Linked DNA regions of Mus musculus: region 2 is linked to region 1. The links are chromatin contacts, called in public promoter capture Hi-C maps. All regions are on one chromosome and are shown on one strand. Each heading gives the region's core, a stretch centred on a gene start, on an enhancer-like site or on the middle of the called end of the contact. The rest is flanking DNA. Distances are from core to core; before and after follow the strand shown.

Region 1 (3,596 bases), core at 521-3,020:
AAAACTTTTCCCAAAATTGTGCTATGCTTAGATATGGCAACATTAAGTGAGCGGATATCGGACTCTGAGAAGTCCTGGCCCAGCACAGGTTACCTAAGTCAGGTAAACCGAGCTTGATTTTCCCTCACGGGGAAAATTTTCCATGTAAAGCCTGTAGGGGCCTCCCGTGGAAACCAAAGAGTCTGCTGCTGAAGCTGGTGGGTCTACAGCCAAGCACTGCTGAGCCATCATCAGAAGCATAAGAGGCAGGCAGAGAGCAGATTCATTACCAAGGCTGCAGGTTTCTGTACCTAAACTGGGTCCTTTTTCCCTCTAGGAATTGTGGAACCAATATGAAGCCTGAGTAGTGAGTCCTTTATTATTATCCAAGAATAGGAGATGTGGGAGATAAACCCCATAATAAATTCTTGGTGTCTAGGAAGCTAGAGAGTAAAGGAAATGGGGGCAGGTGGGCTCAAAGGAGAATGGTAGTGTGCTTTTTGAGAATGGGAGATTTGCCGGGAATTTTGACGACTCTTTCTCTTTCCTACCTCATCCCTATTAGTGGTTCTTTGCAAATATAGCTATGGAAATTGTTGTTATGGCAAAGGATGGTGTGTTCTTTAGCATGCAAACAGGATTTATGATGAACTCACAGGGTGACTAGTGGTCATTCCGTCAACCATCTTTTAAATAGTAGTTCCTGATGGCTCACCTAAGGAAAGACTTCTGGCCTACAGGCACCCTGTCTTCAAAGATAAGAATGGGGCAAAGTGGAAGCTCAGTTGGGCACAGAGGCAGCACTCAGACTAACACATCCAGAAAGGACCTATCTGTCCCACATTGAACTTAGACTTTCTCCAAAATTGTGAGAGAACCGGTGGGTGTGGTGATGCAGCAGTTGGAAGACTGAGGCAGGAGGATGATGAAAATGTGAGGTCACCAGCCAGGTCCATATAGTAAGACCTTCCTCTCAAAAGACAGTCTGGAGGATGGCTGACCCATTAAGAAGACCTGGGTTCAGTTCCCAGTTCCCACACAGTGTCTCTCTCATAAGGTGTATCCATACCTCCAGTTCCAAGGGACCCAACATCTTGTTCTGACCGTTGTGGTACACATGTAAACATGCAGGCAACACACTCGTACACATAAAATAAATGTTAAAAACAAACAAAAACCACGAGAGCTTGCTGCTCCTGCAGAGAACTGAAGCTCAGTTTACAACAGGGGATTGGGTGCCTCTGGCCTTGGGAGCTGCACTCATGTGCACACACATGCTCAAAGGCACATACACATTTTTTTTTAAACATAAACCTTAAAGGACCGTGAACTTCTTCATTCCTTTCTCCTCGCTTTTGGCTTTCTTCTCTGCAACTGGTTTGAGCACTCGGTTGGGAGTAAGTCTCGGTATCTATTATCACCTGCAAATTCCTGAGGCCTCGCCTTGGTGTATGCACAATTGTGTTTGCTTGGGGATTTGGAGAAAGAACCCGCAGCACAAACCCCAGGGAACAAGGCCGTGCTGCCCCGAGGGTGCAGAGAAAAAAAAAAAAAGTTGGCGTTGAGGCATCGCTGCAGTGGGAAGGGCAGGCTGCTGGCGAGGAGGTTGGGGCTGGCCTTTCTGGGGCCAGCCACCCCTGGGCGTGGCGCGGGGACTGGGCGCGCGGAAACCGCCTGCGCCACCACCACCACCGAGAGCCCCCCCCCCCCCTCACATTCCTAGAGCGGCCACCAACAGCCAGGTGGGCGCCGGCCTCCGAGGCCCTCTCGGTGCTGGCCGCCAGGGGGCAGCACAACGGCCAGCACAGCCCGACGTGGTGGGGGCCTGCAGGAGCTTAGGTAGTGTGCCAGGCCTATGGAGGCCAGGGAGAAGATGCTGGGAGGAAGGACATTTGGAATTTACACCATTAAAATTGGTTTAAAGGTATAAACAATGATCTATTTACATTTATTGAAAATATAAATATAGAACCCAAAAAATACTGTTCGGGGATTAGAAAATAGGATGGCTTTTTGGAGCCTTGGCTCGTTGTCTCACTGCCACACACGTGTTTGGGATTTGAGAGGTTTCTTTAAAAGTCCTTGGGGCAGAAGAGATGGGCCATTCTGGGGGTTCTCTGGGCGTCTGAAGGGCTTGCCCCCTCTGGAAGGGGTTAGATGATGGGGTAGGGAGATCTTTCCCAAGGTCAGAGCTTCTAATCGTGCCAGAGAGAGTGGCCAGACAGCTAAGCCAGGCATCTGAAACCAGAGTCCCAAAGCCTGGCTTATTCCGGATTCCAGCAGTTTATGCTCAGTTCGAAAGGTGGAGTGGGGTCCTTGGTACCGGGAGGCACACCACACCATCTTCCTTAGGTCTCGCTTTCAGCCTGCCTGTCTTTGGATTCCTCATGAGACCTCTACGTACCTTTCTCTCACATAGCAGGCACCCATTTGGAGGGTTTGGCAGGGGCCTGGAGACGCTACCGAGTACGTGGGCTAAATATGAGAGGCATTACTGGAGTGAATGCATACTAAAAGATAGTATCGTTTAAAAGTTTTAGATTTTTTGTTTGTTTATTGAGGCAGACTTTTGCTATAGCCCTGGCTGGCCTCTGTAGAGCACATGCTGGCCTCAGCCTCCTGAACACTGACATTGCTGTGCCCCCACACAGGGCACTGGTTTGGGATTGTCTATAATTAAGAAAGTATTTCTGATTGGGAAGGTGGTGTTGCATGGTGGTCTTGAGAGCTTGGGAGGAAGAGGCAGGGTTCTGTAAGTTTGAAGCTAGCCTAGTCTTCTTCATAGCAAGTTCCAGACCAGTCAGGGCTACCTAGTTCCATCCTGTTTAAAAAAACCAAAAATCTGTTCCCACGAGGCCAAGTTTTTATCATTGTTGACATGTAACATATTTATCCATGAGATTGATAAGCCTGGGTGTCAGACTCCAGAGCAAGTACAAAGTAAGTAAAAGCTGTCCCCATCTGTAGGGAAATCAAACGCATGATGGCCACTAAGTGCTACCCCTAGGAGGTACCTGTAATCCCAGGGCAGTATAGCCTCTCCAGGATGCTTACAAGGTATGAGGCAAGGTCCCCGATTCTTCCCTGGAAAAGGCAGTGGGAGCATGTGCTGAAATTATAATGGATCCTTTAAGGACATCTGTGCTGTCATTTCCAAAGCCTTCCAGGAATTCCTGGTGAGTTTTGGCTTCTGAGATTTTCCTGGTGAGTTTATGGGGACTTATCATCTTCTGATAGGAATATCTGCCAAGCATGTGAAACCTGAAAGGAAATTAAAGTTAAGAAACTTCGCTCCATCCAGGAATGAGGTAACTATGGCAAGTGTCACTGAATAAATTAGACATCCAGAGCTTGGTTTGAGACTGGGAAATGTTAAGAGTCACAGGTGCTTGGTCAGAACCTTAGATTTAAAGCAAGCTTCTCTCTTGGTAGTCCAGAAGGCCAGGCAGACAGTGGCCAGCAGGAAGGATGCGCTACTATTTAAATGGTTCCATTTAAACAAGGGACTTAGAGGCTGCAAACAAAAGTTTGGAACACTGACAAAGTGCAGAAAAACTGAGCTGCAGATTTGGCCCATCTTCATATAGTTGATAAAGCTTTGTGTCTTGAATTTGGTT
Region 2 (3,596 bases), core at 466-2,965, 580 kb after region 1:
TAGGGAATACTGAAACCGTGAAGTGTTAAAATCCACCGTCTGCAGTGAAACTATCATCATAAAGAGTAGCGTGGCCTGGGCAAGATCACTCTCCAAACACAAACAGAAAGGTGCACACCAGAAAGAAAAGGATGGGCAGGTTTTAGCACATAAAGCCAAAATTTTATCACTTCAGAAATTAGCGTTGCTAAGTGAGGTGGGCATGCCTGTGATCCCAGCACTTGGCAGACAGGCCACCGGGTTTGGGTATGAGGCCAGTGGGGTCTGCACAGTGAGACCTTGCCTCCCACCCCTACACCCCCAAAGAACAATCTTTTGGGGAAAATATTTTCCACACATATGACAAATGAACATCTTTAAGCATGAAACCCAAACAACCATCCCAACTTCCCAGCCTTGAAAGTGAGCAAATAGAAAGTCAGGCAAAGATAAATTCTCAGTAGTCATAGCATAAACTGGTTTAAAAAAAAAATCACACAAAACAAACAAGTCAGGAAACCAGCAACCCAAGAAGCAAAAATTGAAGCAAACAGTCATTTTAATTAAATTTGGGAAAATAGCCCATGTTGTCAAGGAAATGGAAAAAAATGGTCATTTCTCAGGGATAACTGATGAATCTTGTCTTTGACCATCTGTTTCTACCTCCAAAAGTTTGAACCTGGACATGGGTAATGAGACATTAATCTATAAGGACATAGGAAAAATATGTAATCGATTTGCATATTTATACAGCCATTAAACTATATATATATATATATATATATATATATATATATATATATGTTTTAATATAATATATAAGAGAACAACGAAATGGGAGAAAACTTACAATATCTTAAGTGAAGAGCCAGCATGTACAGTTGCAAGGGATAACCCAGGCTTCCCCAATATAAAATACTATTCAGAACACTCGAGTATGTCAAACACCGAATGTAATTGGCTTTAGGAGGCTAATATATGAGAGGGCTAGATGGCCCTTGGGAGAGATTTTAAAAGTGTTTTTTTTTAAAATAATTGTACAATTCAAAGCTTGTCTCTGTTGAAAGCATGAAAGGACACGAAATTGCACTGGTCTGGAAGTTCCAAGATGGGGTTCTTTTGGAAAGCCAAGGCCACCTGCTAGTGGGTGGTGAGTCATGGCCACAGGCTTGCACCTGCCTCCGCAGACGCCACACTGGCTGCTGTGCGTTTCCAAGGGTAAACGACCCATTTGTGCCAACAGCCACCTGGGCCCGGCCTGCATCTCTAGAGCTTAGGCCACTCCGGATCTTAGTTGTGGGAATAGAGGGCCTTGCAGAATTCACAGTTGCGGGCCATTCATTCTTCATCCAGATGCGCTCTGTTGCCGTGGTGCTGTGTTCCAGCCCTAAGCTAGAGCGGACTGGGCAAAGCCCCAGGCTCGACGCCAGGAGAACCGTTGGTGCCCTGTCTAGTTCTCTCTGGCTCTGAGTTTTGAAAAAGACAGTAAGGGTGGACCAAACACAGTGACCACAGCCTGGCCACAAGGTGGCCCAGGGGCGAGCATCCTTTTCTGGGCAGAGGGTTAGGAAACTGAAGCTCGGGCCGGTGGCCAAACCGGAGCTGGTGGCTGCCATGGCGATGGAGCCGGGGGCCCTCCCTGGCCTTGTGCCGGAGCGGCAGTGCAGCGGGGTGACCTGGCCCGCCCCGCCCCCAGGCCGCGGCCGCCTAGCCGAGACTGACCCTCCGCAGCTCCTGTAGTCACGTGGAGCTGGGAACCCAGCGCGTGGGGGGAGGTTGGGGACGGGCCTGGCAGTTGTGAACTCGAACCTGCCGCTGTCGCCGCTGCGGGGCGGGGAACCGGCCGCAGAGGCCGGCCTGGTGCTCTATGGATGGGCGCTGCGTCCCTGGAGGGCACGCGGGAGAGGTATGGGTCGAGTAAGGGCGCAGGGGCCACCGAGGGCGTGCGAGGGCAGCTCCACCTGTGGGGCGCGTGACCGTGAGTGTGTGCGGCTGTGGGGTTCGCGCGCGCGCGCGGAATATGAAAGGGGGGGGGGAGTGTTGAGGCGCGGGGCGAGCGCACCTGCGCACAGGCTCCGCGGGCTGCGCTGTGCGTGGGACCCGAGATGGCCCACTGGCTGGTCCGAACCGGTCCAGCGAGCCAGCAAATGTGGACGGAGGACACGCATCTATACAAAGGGGGAGTGTGTGGGCCTGCTGCCACCCGGGGCTGCCCTAGATGACCAAGGAAATTCTGGAGAGTCCTGGGCACTCTGGCGCTCCCTGCGTAGACCCTCGGGAGACAGGCCTGGAATTTATGTTGCGCGGAGAGTGGGGGAAGGGGAGGCAATAGGGATTCCAGAGTTACTGCCTAGGCAGCCCTTTGGCCACTGAGAAAGAGCCTTGCAACAGATGGAGGAGGCTATTCTTCTGGGGCCCTACCAGGCTAGGAGGTGGCCTCCAAAGGCAGCACTGTGCTTCCTCAGTAAAGGGTCATGCTCATGCTTTATTTAGTTCAGTGTCCGCTAGGTCATTCGACCAGGCTGGGTATGGAGTTCAAGGCTGAACTCTGTAGCCTTGAATCTGGGAGAGACTGGGTGATGACACAAACCTGCCCTGGCTTAGCGCAGAGCCTCACACTCGTTCTTTTCTCTCCCTTCCCCAGGTAAGGCTGACCTCTCAGCAGTTAGAGGTCTGAGCTCTGCCATGGGGATAGGGATGTCTTTATTGCTACAGTTTTCTCTGTCATCCGGGGGCTACCGAAGTGTGGGCCGAAGCAGCCGAAGTCTCCCCAGGAACATCCCCAGAAGGAGCTGGAAAAAGCCTCACCCCCAGCTCTTCAGTCTTCAGGGTAGAGTTTGGCCTTTCTTGTGCCCTCAAACCAACCCATAACTCCAGCGCTCATGTCTCCTATACTTGCAGGACAGGGATGTACTGGGGAAGGAATCCATTCTCCTATCATGGAGTCTTCCCTGGGTTCAGGCGGGGGTGGGAGTTGGGGGTTGGTGGGGTTGAGTCATGTCTGTAGTCCCCCAAAAGAGAGCAGGCTGTAAAGGAATTCAGGAGGTTTTGCCCGGACAGAGGCCACGAACAGACATGAAAAGGTCCCTGGGAAGTCTTACTGCCACCCCTGAACTGACTCTGTGTAGGAGGCTCTCAGGAATCTGGGTTCCCCTGTGGGGTATAGCTGAAGTGGGGCAGTCCTTGGCCCGGTTTGGGCAGGACCAGGCAAGGGACAGAGATTATGATCTCTTCTTCCCACCCCTTTCTTTACCCCAGTAATCCCTAGCCCCCTTAAGAGATGCTGAGCCAGGGTTCTCCCTCACTCCAGGGGAGGGGCAGCAGACTGTGGGTGTTCCTTGGATTGAGAAGTGCTTGCCTCTCCCCCCTCCCCCCAATGTCCCAGTTGCAATTGCTTGGGTGTGGGTGGAGAAGGGCTGGCAGGCAGACTGTGGGTAGTCTGGACAGGTGGTGGCCTGGTGTTAGTCTGTGCTAGTAGAGGCACCTTGCCCACCTCCCAGGTCTGAAGAAAGGCTGTTTTCACTTGCTCTCCAGGCTTAGAGCTGAGCTGGGGAGGCTGGAAGTACCTTCCTCAAGGTTTTAGTCAGATGGTTTTTGAGGAGATCTCCACACACCTA

What was found. Promoter capture Hi-C pulls out the DNA fragments that hold promoters and counts their contacts.
Region 2: a promoter capture Hi-C map of cranial neural crest shows a contact between it and region 1. The contact joins the promoter of Repin1 here to the enhancer-like site in region 1. A contact is called at or near these places in 2 of 39 promoter capture datasets (cranial neural crest and trophoblast stem cells), 1 of 115 datasets of contacts at active chromatin or transcription factors (stem cell-derived neural progenitor cells) and 2 of 9 other capture datasets (adipose tissue and embryonic stem cells).

Annotation. Positions count from the first base shown.
Region 1 is chr6:48,014,646-48,018,241 of GRCm38.p6, forward strand. It overlaps a transcript of Zfp777 not described here. Among named protein-coding and RNA genes, the nearest start is that of Zfp777, 32 kb to the right of the region's middle. Within about 2 kb of position 1,771, at least 110 of the 459 cell types and tissues checked have an H3K27ac peak or open chromatin away from gene starts, as enhancers often do.
Region 2 is chr6:48,592,168-48,595,763 of GRCm38.p6, forward strand. It overlaps Repin1 (replication initiator 1), which reads left to right and starts at 1,716. Exons shown (of 3, transcript NM_001079901.1): 1 at 1,716-1,885; 2 at 2,624-2,809. The coding sequence starts at 2,665.